Linked DNA regions of Macaca mulatta: all the other regions are linked to region 1. Evidence: chromatin contacts called from public Hi-C data. All regions are on one chromosome and are shown on one strand. Each heading gives the region's core, a stretch centred on a gene start, on an enhancer-like site or on the middle of the called end of the contact. The rest is flanking DNA. Distances are from core to core; before and after follow the strand shown. Region 1 holds the start of RGS16 (regulator of G protein signaling 16). Region 2 holds the start of DHX9 (DExH-box helicase 9). Region 3 holds the start of NPL (N-acetylneuraminate pyruvate lyase).

What was found. Hi-C and Micro-C count contacts between places; a contact is called where the count stands out from the background.
Region 2: a contact with region 1 is called in a Hi-C map of fetal cortex germinal zone, with 2.7 times the contacts expected there. The contact joins the promoter of DHX9 here to the promoter of RGS16 in region 1. A contact is called at or near these places in 2 of 14 Hi-C or Micro-C datasets (CD4 T cells and fetal cortex germinal zone).
Region 3: a contact with region 1 is called in a Hi-C map of fetal cortical plate, with 6 times the contacts expected there. The contact joins the promoter of NPL here to the promoter of RGS16 in region 1. A contact is called at or near these places in 11 of 14 Hi-C or Micro-C datasets (CD4 T cells, blood, cortical neurons and 6 more).

Annotation. Positions count from the first base shown.
Region 1 is chr1:40,067,071-40,071,478 of T2T-MMU8v2.0, forward strand. It overlaps RGS16 (regulator of G protein signaling 16), which reads right to left and starts at 2,159. Exons shown (of 5, transcript XM_001114540.5): 1 at 2,048-2,159; 2 at 1,056-1,166; 3 at 243-307. The coding sequence starts at 2,091. It overlaps LOC144340694 (a long non-coding RNA gene), which reads left to right and starts at 2,295. Exons shown (of 3, transcript XR_013416942.1): 1 at 2,295-2,583.
Region 2 is chr1:40,299,263-40,303,670 of T2T-MMU8v2.0, forward strand. DHX9 (DExH-box helicase 9) reads left to right here and starts at 2,405. Exons shown (of 28, transcript NM_001266188.1): 1 at 2,405-2,506.
Region 3 is chr1:40,251,945-40,256,352 of T2T-MMU8v2.0, forward strand. It overlaps NPL (N-acetylneuraminate pyruvate lyase), which reads left to right and starts at 1,968. Exons shown (of 12, transcript XM_078001179.1): 1 at 1,968-2,102. It overlaps LOC106994595 (a long non-coding RNA gene), which reads right to left and starts at 2,199. Exons shown (of 4, transcript XR_001441204.3): 1 at 1,948-2,199.

The sequences.
Region 1 (4,408 bases), core at 909-3,408:
GCAGGGAATACAAGAAGAAAGGAAAGCAATTGCACGTAATGGCTCTATTTTTAGAACATAATTTTCTTGAACAAGGACCTGCCTTTGTGTGTTGAATAGAGGCTGGCACACTAGGGGATCATTATTATTATTATTACTACTACTATTATTCTGCCCAGGCTCTCAGCAGTCCTGGAGCTGGTTCCAAAGCACATGAGTATACACGTGCCACCCAGAGACAGACACAAAAGGCTCCTACTCACTTTTACTGCTCAGCAGCAGGTCGAACGACTCTCTCCACCCCAGCACATCTTCTGAGAAGTTTCTACTAAAAGACAAAAAGAAAAAAAAAGAGTAAGAAAAAAAAATCAACAAACCAAAGCATAGTACAAATTCTAGCCAGAACTCTGATGGAAAATTGCGTAAAATTCACAGAAAGGCTTGCCTTGGTGATTGTTGAAGCTGACACCTCAAACTCCTAGTTGGACTTAGGGTAAGCAGTAATGTTTTCTAGAGGACAATTCGGCAACCAGAAATCAAAGCCAGGGACTCCTTTAGTCTTCAGTTAATATCTCTAAGCCTGTCTCTTCTCTGTCCAAAAATTATTTCAATTCCCCTGACTCTCAAAGATTTGTTTTGTACACCTTCCCAAGGACATAAGGGCCTCATAAATAGAGATTACATCTACACATAACTCCAGAGTTTGGTACAGTTGATAGCCAATATGAAAGGGTTTCTAGGCAAGGTGCATGCTAGAGTCATTAATAAAAACCTCAAGTGGCCTTGGACTCTGTCCTAGCCCTGGATGCATGTGCAATGAAACCCCAGGTGGGAGAGTCTGGTTAACTAGGCATTCATGCCCTGTGTGCCCTCATCCGTGGATAGACTTGGAGCCCTGGAGCCACCTACCCACTCACCCATGAGCCAAGTAGTCATAACAGACCAGCAACAAGTCTCACTAAAATCTCTAGGGAGGCGTTGCCAAGATCCACTTAGTGTGTCCTGGCTTCTCCTTATATTTCCCTCCTTCCCGCTCCCTTCCCTCTCGGAGCCCTGAGCTGGTCAGCAACACTTACTTCTCTTTGCCGTGTTTACTGCCCCACTCGAACTTGCCACTACTCCCAGTATCACAGCCCAGCTCTGATTTGTGAAGAAAGATCCCCAGACGTGTCTTGAACTCTTTGGCTCTGAAAAACAAATCAGGAACATGAAAGGATTCTCATTTGCTCAGCCAGTGTGGAGAGGTTTATGTGTCCCAGAAGAGCTCTGGGTGGTGCCACCCAAAGTTTAGCCTCAAGAGTTCCTGGAAACTCTTGGCTGTTCCCAGGACCCAAATTGTGCTTATCAGTATCATCAACCCCAAAGCAACAAAAGCAATGTTTGAGCTATGCCGTGGTAGACCTTACACTTTCTGGGTAATACACACGCTCATATATGGGCTTTTCCCTAAAGTCACACTGATCTCTCTTCGTGCCTGTTGATTCAGAAAAGAACTCAGCATTCTTTTCAGGAGTATTTCTGAACTGTGGGAAACTGATTCCTGCCTTCATCTTTACGTTTTCCTTCCCAGCCAGTAACGACTGGAAGCTGTTGAGTTGCTCTCTGGAATATGGACACACCCTCAACAGTGGGATCCCCCTGCCCCACCACACCCCACAAAAAAAAAAAAAAAAAAAAAAAAATCTCCCTGCCTTCCAGGGGCAGAGGAGGCAATGCCCCTAGCTCTGGTCTGAGGAATGAAAAACAAGTGCTTAAGCAATAGGCAGGCTCAGTTCTGCCTGGAAATGTCAACGTGGCCTTCCTGCAGCCAGGTCTTCAGCAGGTCACCTGAGCACGACTGCAGTTTGTCAGAGGATGGGGATGGCAGCAAGCAGCGGGCCCTTGCTTCCCTTCCCCTTGCTTTCTCCCTGCTCCTGGAATCTAAGCACGTGGCATCAGGTTCGCCTCTACCTCTCTACTTAAGCCTCCAGCGCCCCATCCCCGCGCCCACCCAGGTCCCCAGGCCTGCCGCTCCACTCCCTAAGAGTTGGTGGGACTTCCCGCAAGCAGTTGGACAAGCTCCCCTTACCTCTCCAGGCAGGTGGTGGGGAAGGCGGCCAGGGTACGGCACATGGCTGCGGGCGCGGGGCAGCACGTAGCCGGCAGGATGGTGGCAGGCTCCAGGAGGCTCCGCGAGCGCTAGGAAGCAAAGCGCGGTAGCAGGTGCTAATCAACTGGGGTTGGCTTTAGCAGCCTGCAAGCACCCAGACTTCGCGGCCGCTGCTTTAATCCCCTCGGAGGAACGGGGCTGGGCACTGCTGACCAATCGGAGGGCGGGGCTGGACACTGAGAAGGCGGAGGCGGGGCCCACAGCCAGACTGGGCCGGGCGCAACTTTCGCCGCAGCTGGAGCACGCGGAGCTGCACCCTCCCTCCGGAGGACGCCGCGTGTGGAAGGAGAAGCGGCAAGAGAATTGGCACGGGGATGAGACGTGCACACCCAGTTTCCTAGGGAAAAATACCTGCTGACCTCTAGTAACAACAGAAAACTCACGCAGCGGTGTCGTGTTGCAAGAGATTCCACGGGGCTGGTGGGTCTGAGAGGCACACAGGGCTTTGATCGCAGGTAAGTCTGAGCCTGCTGGGTCCTGAAGGACAGGCGCACAGGGTGCAAACCTGGCAAAACAGTTTCTTTTTTTTTTTTTTTTTTTTTTTTTTGAGACGGAGTCTCGCTCTGTCGCCCAGGCTGGAGTGCAGTGGCCGGATCTCAGCTCACTGTAAGCTCCGCCTCCCGGGTTCACGCCATTCTCCTGCCTCAGTCTCCCGAGTAGCTGGGACTACAGGCGCCCGCCACCTCGCCCGGCTAGTTTTTTATATTTTTTAGTAGAGATGGGGTTTCACCGTGTTAGCCAGGATGGTCTCGATCTCCTGACCTCGTGATCCGCCCGTCTCGGCCTCCCAAAGTGCTGGGATTACAGGCTTGAGCCACCGCGCCCGGCCAACAGTTTCTAATTATACTGATAAGTACCCTTTACGAGGCTCCTACCCCGATGGACATGGGGCTAAGTAAGATCTTCTTCTTCATCATCATCTCCATTTTATAGTTGAAGAAACCGAGAATCAGAAAGCTAAATAAACTTGCTCAAGATCACAGTTGGAGATGACAGACAAATGGGATAGGGATGAGTATTTTATTGAACACCTACTATGTGCCAGTCACATAACTAAGACTCATATTAAATAACTTGCTCAAAGATGTGCAGCTAGTAGGTGTTGGCTCCAAAATTCAAATGTGAATTTACCATTCTTTTTCCATTGCACCCTCCCCGCTCCCCCCTCTCCCCCGCTCCCCCCTCTCCCCCGCTCCCCCCTCTCCCCTGCCCCACACACACCCGCAAAGGTTAGTAATCCAGTCACAGCTATACCTGTGGACGATCCTGGGTTTAGGTAGTTGCTACCTTAGTGTCTATCTCTGAGATAAAGGTAATAAATACCCTGCCTCTCTCCTCACCTTCCCACAAAGGTATTGGGAGTGCTATTAAGAGGCTGCATGTGAGGTTAAGAGTACAGGGTCTAGAGTTAGATTTTCAGGTTTCAAGTCATGGCTCTGCCAGGTGACCTGCTGAAGACCCAGCTGCAGGAAGGCCCCGTTAACTGTTAACTGGCTCTGCCAGTTACTGATGGGAGACTAGGCAAACTGCTTAACCTTTCTATGCCCCCATTTCCTTGTCTCTACGAAGAGAACAACTTATTTCATAAGGTGGTTGTGAGAACTAAAGAAATTAATTCTTAGTTTGAGTTCCTAGGAACCAGACTCAGGTCGACACTTGCATGCAGGAGGTTTACTGGGGAGAGTTATCAGAATTAAGAGGGAGTAAAGGAAGCAGGTCTGGGCAGAGGGAGGAGTTGAAGGCCATGCCATTTCAACAGAGACCCCAGCTGGTTCCAGGGAATGCCCTGAAGCTCAGCTGGCCCTTTGGAACTGTCCACTGAAGCAAGAGGACAAGGCCCTGGTAACCCCATAAAGACCATTCATTGCATACAGCTGCCCAAGAAGACCGCCTAATCTTAAGGCAGTGCCCTTTGTCGATCTATTCCTGGAGAGAGACTAACACCCTGGGAAATGATGGCCACAGTCCCCAAGACGTGATCTGGGTGGCACAGCACAGCATCCGCAAATAAGGTGCTTATATGACAGTGCTCAACATGTAGTCAGCACTCAATAAAATGTTATAATAGCTTTCAGTTTTACTTAATAGGGATACTGGGATTGCTAGCAATAAGGAAAAATAGTGAGTTTTTGGTGCCTCTTGGAATACAGTATAGGTTTTTATTTCATAAGAAGCATCTAAGAGTTGCTATTCCCCAGCAAGGCCTGCTCTATGTTCCTGGAAGTCAATGGTCAGAAAAGAGAAACAAGGGAAGAAGAGGTTCCCCACCTAAGAGGGCTT
Region 2 (4,408 bases), core at 1,155-3,654, 230 kb after region 1:
TGTTGAAATCGGCCCACTTTCCATACTTTTGGGACATGTTGTAAGGCTTCATCTGCAAATGGGTGCAAATGTTAAGATTTTAGACAGTGCTAGTTGCCAAGGGCCACCTACAAAGGTAATGCCAGTCCTCGGACCCAAATCCCAGGGGACTCTAGGTCTCAGGTGCAGAGCCTGAATTAACCAACTCAATAACAAAATTCTTAATCCTTGGAAGCTAAAGATCCACTTTTGAAAAATGTATTTCCATATAATATATTGATACTTTTGTTGTGCTCATTATATACTATAAAAGACTTGCAATTCATTTATGCTAGTTGAGTCTCTTTATTTACTTATTTTGAGATGGAGTCTCACTCTGTCACCCAGGCTGGAGTGCAGTGGGACGATCTGAGCTGGCTGCAACCTCCGCCCCCTCCAGGTTCAAGCAATTATCTTGCCTCAGCCTCCCGAGTAGCTGGGATTACAGGCACCCACCACCTTGCCCGGCTAATTTTTGTATTTTTAGTAGAGACGGGGTTTCGCCATGTTGGCCAGGCTGGTCTCGAATTCCTGACCTCAGGTGATCCACATGCCTTGCCCTCCCAAAGTGCTGGGATTACAGGCGTGAACCACCGCACCTGTCCTTGTTGAGGGTTCTTGCATCTATCTTCATCAGGGATACTGGCCTATAGATTTTTTTTTTCTTGTGTCCATATTTAGTTTTGGTATCAGGGTAATGCTAGCCTCACAGGATGAGTTTGAGAAGAATTGGTATTAGTTCTTCTTTAACTGTTTGGTAGAATTCAGCAGTGAAGCAATCAGGGCCTGGGCTTTTATTTGATGGGAGACTTTATATTACTGATTCAATCTCATTACTCATAGTTGGTCTTTTCAGGTTTTCTATTTCTTCTTGGTTCAATTTTGATAAGTTGTATCTGTTCAGGAATTTACCCATTTCCATTTGGTTTCCAATTTGTTGGCATATAGTTGTTCATAACAATCTCTAATGATCCTTTGTATTTCTGTGGTATCGGTTTAATGTCTTCTAGGCCCCTGCTGCTTTCAACACCCTGAAGGGTACAAAAAAAAAAATTAAGGTCTTTCCTTCAGTGATTTTATTCTTAATTAAAGAGAACAATCACATGAAGAAAATGAGTAAATGCTAAACTATGTTGTGCTGATTTTAAGAATGACAGTTTTAAAGGGAGTGATCACTGTGAGCTAGAAGGATTAAGAAAAACATATGGAAACGGGTGAATTATATCCATAGATATAATGAGCCCAGATAATTGATTCATCTGGATTCCCTGGAACAATCCCAGCTGGAAATGTTGTGTATCATTACCTTCATAGGAAGCACTGGAGTTCAAAATTTAACAATGACTAGTATAATAATTAAGGATACAATTATTCCAAAGACTTGGAACACAAAAGTTTATCCAATTTAAACAAAAGCAACCTTGCAGATTTTATTCCTACCTTAAACTAGTTTGCTGAGCACTTACAATGTTCCAGGCACAGCAGAGAGCGACCTGCGTTAGCCAGGCAGAACGCCCGCTTTCACTAAGCTTATTTCTTTCATGGTTTTTTGTTTTTGAGACGGAGCCTCACTCTCTCGCCCAGGCAATGGTGTGATCTCGGTCCACTGCAACCTCCGCCGCCCCCCCAGCCCCCACCCCAGGGTTCAAGCGATTCTCCTGCTTCAGCCTCCTGAGTAGCTGGGATTGCAGGAGCCCGCCCAGCCACCCAAGTAGCTGGGATTGCAGGTGCCCGCCCCCATGCCCGGCTAATTTTTGTATTTTTTTAGTAGAGACGGGGTTTCACCACGTTGGCCAGGCTGGTCTCGAACTCCTGATCTCAAGTGATTCGCCCACCTCGGCCTCCCAAAGTGCTGGGATTGCAGGCACCGCGCCCGGCCAGTTTATTTCTTTCAAGAGACATTGGCGTTGAGACTATCTGAATCAATACAGTAACTACGCCTACTGAACACCTACCACGTGCCAGGTATTGAACTAAGTCCCCCTTCATATGCCATTTCATGTAATTATCTCAACAACCCTACCCAGTTAGCAGCAAGGTTTCCAGTTCTGCCTTCGAAGGGAACCTCCTCTCACCAGACATCCCTATGACAGACCCTACGAAACATTTTGCTGCATCAGAATGCTACAGGTCGTCAAATCCCTAACATGCGCAAAAGCGGGTAGCGGATTATCGCGGGTAGCGGATTATCCAGAGTAGCAGGCCTGGCCCGCTGCCTGCCTGGCGCAGCGCATCTCCCTAGCAACGAAACCCTTCCGCGCCGCGAGGTGGCTGAGCCCCGCCCCCTCTATTGGCGCGCCCTCACCATCCCCCGCCCCCGGCGCGCGTTCTGCGCATGCGTACGCTCGCTAGTCCCGCCCCCTCGCGCCGCGGTCGGAGCCATTTCGCCGATTCCTCCATGCGAGTTGCAGTGCGTTTCTCTGTTGTCTCCGTGGAAGGCCAGAGTCACACACGGTCCTAAGAGCTGGGCACCAGGAAGCGAAGGCTGGTAAGGGAGAGACGTTACGACCATCATGCGGGGCGGCGGGGTCGCGGGCGGGCTGCGTGGACCGTGGCTCCGCAGCCGGCTTTGTTGCGAAGCGCGGGCGGCGGCGGCGGCTGGGGGTGGGGGAAGGGACGAGCCGCCCGCGGGTCCCCGGATTGCGGGTTGCGTGCGCGCCTCGCCGAGGTGCGCTTGCGCTGCCCAGGCCGCCTGTGGCCCCCTCCCCTTCGCCCAGCGGTTCCCGCTGCTGCCTCTAGCAGCCAAGGCCCGCTTCCTCCTCTGGCCTGCGTACGCCGGAGCACCGCGGCGGCTGAGGGAAGAGGGTGCATCGCCTGTGGTGGTTGCCGCCGGGGCGCCACTCACCTAGGGCCTTTCAGTCATTCATTCAAGCCACAAATAACTGGCGCCGTCGTGCAGGCCTTGTGGCTAGAGCAAAAAGAAATTAAAGAATGTAAAGGGAGAGCGCCTTTGGCTAGTATAGCGAGGTGAGGCGTCTCGAAGGAGGGAGGCTTTGAGCTGATCACCTCGGCCGACGCGAAGGAAAAGCAGAGCCTGCAGAAGCGGAAGGGATTAGTTAGCGCCTAACGGCAGAGACTGCGCGGGAGCTGAAAGCAGGCCATGTGACTGGAGTGTGGCGAGAAGGCCTTCAAAGGAGAATGGGTTTTAGGGTGGCAAGAATGGAAACAGAAACCGTATAGGACAGTATTTAGCCGGGTGTGCAGTAGTGGTGGCAGGAGAGATGGGGAGAAACGAATGGATAGGGGACGTATTTTGAAGGAGAAATGCGCAGTGGTGGAAGGTAGTAGATCTGGAGTCAGGCTACGTTTTCTGAAATTCTTGATTTTTTTTTTTTTTTTTTTTTTGGACGGAGTCTCTCTCTGTCGCCAGGCTGGAGTGCAGTGGCGCGATCGCGGCCCACTGCAACCTCCGTCTCCCGGGTTCAAGTGATTCTCCTGCCTCAGCCTCCCTCAGTAGCTGGGACTACAGGCGCGCGCCACCACGCCCAGCTAATTTTTGTATTTTTAGTAGAAACGGGGTTTCATCATGTTGGCCAGGATGATCTCGGTATCTTGACCTCGTGATCCGACTGCCTTGGCCTCCCAAAGTGTTAGGATTCCAGGCGTGAGCCACAGCGCCTGCCCGAATTATTGTTCTTCTAATTAGTAGCTCTGTCTTTCTGAGGCAAGATATTCTTTGTCTCAGTTTCCTTCTCTAAAGGGATAGTGGTCTTACCTATACAAGATTACTAAGGATTAAGTAAAATAGTTCCATTTAGATGATCTATTATGGATATTGTTTGACACACAGTAAGGGTTCTACAAAGGATAACTATGGAGAATCTTCAGGGAGTGGACGACTCTCAACTTGTGCCAGGAGTAACTTGGTGGATGTTGTGCCGTTTATGGAAACCGAAATGTAGGGTAGGGTGTTGGAACAGATTTGAGGGGAAATTTAAAATTCTGTTTTGACTGAGATGCCAAGATAGCATGCAGATGGGTGAGTTAGTGCCACAGTTGGATGCATTTGATTTTGGACTTTAAAGAGAAACGACGGGCCGGGAGCTGTGGCTAACGCCTGTAATCCCAGCACTTTGGGAGGCTGAGGCGGGCGGATCAAGAGGTTAGGAGATCCAGACAACCCCGGCTAACACGGTGAAACCTCGTGTATACTAAAAATATAAAAAATTAGCTGGTCGTGGTGGCGGGCGCCTGTAGTCCCGGCTACTGGGGAGGCTGAGGCAGGAGAATCGCTTGAACCCTGGAGGCGGAGGTTGCAGTGAGCCGAGATCTCGCCACTACAGTCTGCGACTGAATGAGACTCTGTCTCAAAAAAAGAAAAAAAAAGAGAGAAAAGACTAAACCTTCAATATATATATTTGAGCATCGATAGCATGTAGTTGGTATTGAA
Region 3 (4,408 bases), core at 718-3,217, 180 kb after region 1:
TGATGCAAAACCTGACATACATTTGTTTTAAATAAAGGAGAGTTGATGGTAGTAATATTTCCAAATCTCACCCTCTTGGCCTGCACATGGATAGACACTATGTCCTACACTGTGGGAAAAACAAGGAATAGGACATGATGCCTGCCTCGAACACCTTGCAGTGGAGTTGGGGGCAAGAAATAAAAGCACGAAAAGTAATGATGATTAAATAATACTATATAATAATAGAAGAAATCTCACAGAGCCTGCCACTTATCAGAAGAGGGTTAGAGGCCTGCAGCTCAGCACTGAGCCTTTTGATGCCTCTCTTCTAAGCCCTACTCATTGTCTGATATTTACCTTGGCTGTGACCTTCCCCAGTAAGACGTTTCTGGAACACCCTCCTGCCTCATCTCACACACACACACACACACACACACACACACACACACACACCCCACCCCTTTCAGCCCAGATTAGAGCTCAGAGTTCCTGTAATATCTCTGTACGGGTCTATCACTGCATTTACCATATTTTAAGAGAACGATATCTCCCCGACACTTCACAGTATAGGCTCTGAGTTTCATAAGGGCACAGAGTGGATACTCTAAGAATGCAGTGAGATTCTCCCTACTCCATGCTCCTTTCTTCCATCTTTCGTTCACGGATGTCAGCCCTACATCAGTCTGCAGGATGTTCCTGTCTGCTCCAACTCCCTCCCCCAGTAAGTCTCTCACACATCTAATCCCATCTTAGCATCTGCTTCTTGGCAAACACTAACAAATTATTATAAGGAATTACCTTGCACTACCATATTTATACAAAAAAGCAGTTTGTTCATGCATTTAGAATATTGGTTTGTTGGTTGACAATGTTAAGCCTAATGACCTATACCTTTTGGGTACTGACACACTTAATTTTGCACTTATTAAAGTGTGACTTTCCAAAAACAAACAAAAAAAACTTTCATTGTATCATTAGGATATGGTATAAGACTTGTTAACATTACAAAAAAAAAAAAACCAAAACCAAAAACCATGCTGTAGCCTTAGGAGAACTTGCTTCATGTATCTAAGGGTTTTTCTTTTTCTTTCCTTTTTGTATTTATTTATTTTTTTCCTGCAGGATAACATAGTGTTAAAAGCACAAGCTTCTGGACTACTTGAAATCAAACCACAGCTTAATCAGCTCTATGGCCTTTGGCAAATTACTTCAACTCTTTAAACCTGTTTCTGATCTGTAACATGGAATGATCCTTGCTCATCTGTAACATATACATTTATAAAACAGGACCCACCAATGGGGTTATTTTAGGAATTAAATTTTAAAACGGCTAGAATGGTGCAGGCTGAGTAAGCACTGAACACAGTACTTATTAGCTATTATCTCTGGTGCTCTGTGCCATGCAAGAACTATTAGAATACATTTAAAAGCATTTTGCAAACTGGAAAGCCCTTTTAACAATTTAGTTTCTCTAAATGTAATAATAAGCATCAGCCATCTCCTTTTACGGAAAATTGAGGTGGAATCACATCAGCAAGAGAAGACTGAGGACTTGTCTCTGGCTCTGTTCCTGATTTATTAACACAGTACATGATCCTAGAATAACAGACTCCTGATATTCCTGAAAGTAGAGGCGGTTGGGTTAAAAATACTTTTCCCTTTCAAAACTCTTTCAAATATTCTCCAAAGGAAGCCAGAAAAGCTCCTGTATGAGTAGATAATTCACTTTAAAATTCGCTCATCAATCCTTAACACGAGAGTCTGCAGGGCTGGTGCAGCGGCGTCAGCCGGAAGAGAGCTGAACGCCGATGGGCAGTTGGGGTGTCTCCGCACGCCTCGGAAACAGCGGCCCAAACCTCACAACGCAGAACCACGAGATAGCGGGGATTGCAGAGCCCTGCGCAAAAGAAGGAAAATTAAGACGCAGCGGAGCCCAGGAGGTGTCCGCACGCGGGAAGGACTGGCCTGCAGACGAGGCAGGGAGAGGTTTGCACTCAGCGTGGCGCGGGTAAGCGGCGTGCTCTCGGGCACCCGGCTGCCAGTTCGGATGCTCGCGATCCTCGGAGAGCCGGGGAGCTGCGCCGGAGTCACTTCAGCCTACGTTGTTCAGGTGACACCGGGTAAGAGCAGACTCCGGGTGTGCAAAACGTTTCGGGGTTTCGGGGCTTCGGGGCCGGCGGTTCCGGGCGCGCCTCGCGGGCGGCGGCGCAGAACTACAACCCCCAGGCTCCCTGGCGTGGCGGCACGTGGGCCCGGGACGGGAGGCAGCGGATATAAAGCGCGGCGGCCCCTGCGTGGCGGAGCGGCGGCACGGACGGAGCGGAGGCCTGGTGGGGGGGGCGCGGCCCGCGACTGCGCGGGCGAGGACCGACGGACGCAGACGGCCAGACAACCTGGGCGTTTCGGTGGAGGGGCGCCGGGGCCTGACTCGCGGGTGGGTGAGACGGTGGCGGACTCGGAGGAAAGGGGGAAGGCAGATACGCTAGGAAACAGAGCTGGGAAAGGTGTGAATGCGAGAAGTGTCGGGATAGACCAGGGCAGAAGGACCCACCTCCCCGGATTGTTTGCAGACAGCATATCTGCCGGGTATCCGAAGGTCCTTTCCTCAAAAATAGAGTTAGCAATTGAGCGGAAGGGAGCTTAAAGTTAAATCTGATACATCCCCCCTTCACTTTAGGAGAAATTAATGGTTTTCTGCTTTTAAAAAAAATCCCTATTTGTATTTCCTCTTCTCTGAGTACCTGTCGCTTAAGATATTCTCTGCCGGGAGGTATATTCTACCCCCACTTTCTGTCTCTTGAAAAAACAACTTTGCCATTTGAAAAATAATTTGACTTAGGCAGCTTTAATTCTTTGCACTAAGTGTTCTTATCTGTGGATGGAGGTATAAGATTTCAAGAGTAATACCCCCTCCCAATGTTTCAATAATAATATTCTAAATTCACGTTAAGCCTTAGGCTGGAGAACATTTGAACCATTCTCTTTAGCTACTAGCTCTGAAAACTTCAAAGCATAACATTCCCAAGTTTATCTAAAACTTGAATCTTAAAAATATTGGTAATTCTGTGTTACGCTTCAAAGTATAACATTCCCAAGTTTATTAAAAACTTGAATCTTAAAAATACCATTCTCTGGTAAAGACTTTTTTTTGTTGTTTTTGCTTTTGTTGTTTAAAGACAGAGTCTCACTCTTGTCGCCCAGGCTGGAGTGCAGTGGCACGATCTCGGCTCACTGCAACCGCCACCTCCCGGGTTCATGCGATTTTCCTGCCTCAGCCTCCTGAGTAACTGGGACTACAGGCGCGCACCACCACGCCCAGCTAATTTTGTATTTTTAGTGGAGACGGGGTTTGGCCATGTTGGCCAGGCTGGTCTGGAACTCCTGACCTCAGGTGGTCTGCCTGCCCCGGCCTCCCAAATTGCTGGGATTACAGGAGTGAGCCCTCACACCGGCCAAAGTCGTTTTTGTCCCATTTCTTCTTGTAGGCATTTCACAGTTTGCAAAGGCAGCAAACTTTTACTTGTTTAGTGTATTTGCTCTGTGCAAAGAAATTTTCGAAGCTGTCATTGCCCCCAGATGGCAGACAGTCTAGGAGAGGAGCCGAAACCACCCTGCTTAATAACTCTGATGTAAGGTTTTTAATGAAAAGCCAGCGTTTGGGGGAATTCTGAGGTTTAAGAAATTATTTTCAGCTCGGGTACCAGGGAGTCCCCTGGCTTTTAAAATGAGGTTTTTTGTTTTGGTTTGGTTTTGTTTGTTTGTTTTTGTTTTTAAGCTATAGCTGCTGGAATGGATAAAGTGGGCTTTAAAAGCTGGTCAGACTGAAAAGATTGAAGTGAGGAACAAAGGCAAGCAGACAGACAGTGAAAGGTAGGTAGGAGGAACAGCAAACAGAACGCTGGGCAAGTGCAGTGCAGGCATGAAGATTTGAACAGAGACCCAGACCCCAGGGAGCTGGGTCTTTAGCCTACTAGCATTTTCTAAACAGGACAAAGACAAGACCAGGAATGCTGGTTTTAGTGGAAGATTAACCTGACAGCTGGTGTGGATTGAAGAGACGAGGGATTAGGACAGTGATTCCTAACCCCTATCCTACACTCCCACGGACCCTGTGTTTTGAATTTTTGAACTAATCAAACTACATTTGTGGTAATTAGTTTTATTTCTTTCCATCAAAGACACACATAAAACTGCCAATTTGAGCTTCTCATGAATCTAAGAACATCAGTGTTACTGTCCTTAGTGTGAAATAAATGCAGGCAAAAGCACAAGACTATGGAGTTTTATTTAGCCCGAACAGCCTAGTAGTGTTGGATTTAGGAGATGTTTAATGCTGACTCAAGCTCTCAGGACTCTTATCACTTGAACCTTCTTGGGCCCCGTGGACCTGGGGTTTTGCCTATTTGTCTAGATAAGAGGTAACAAA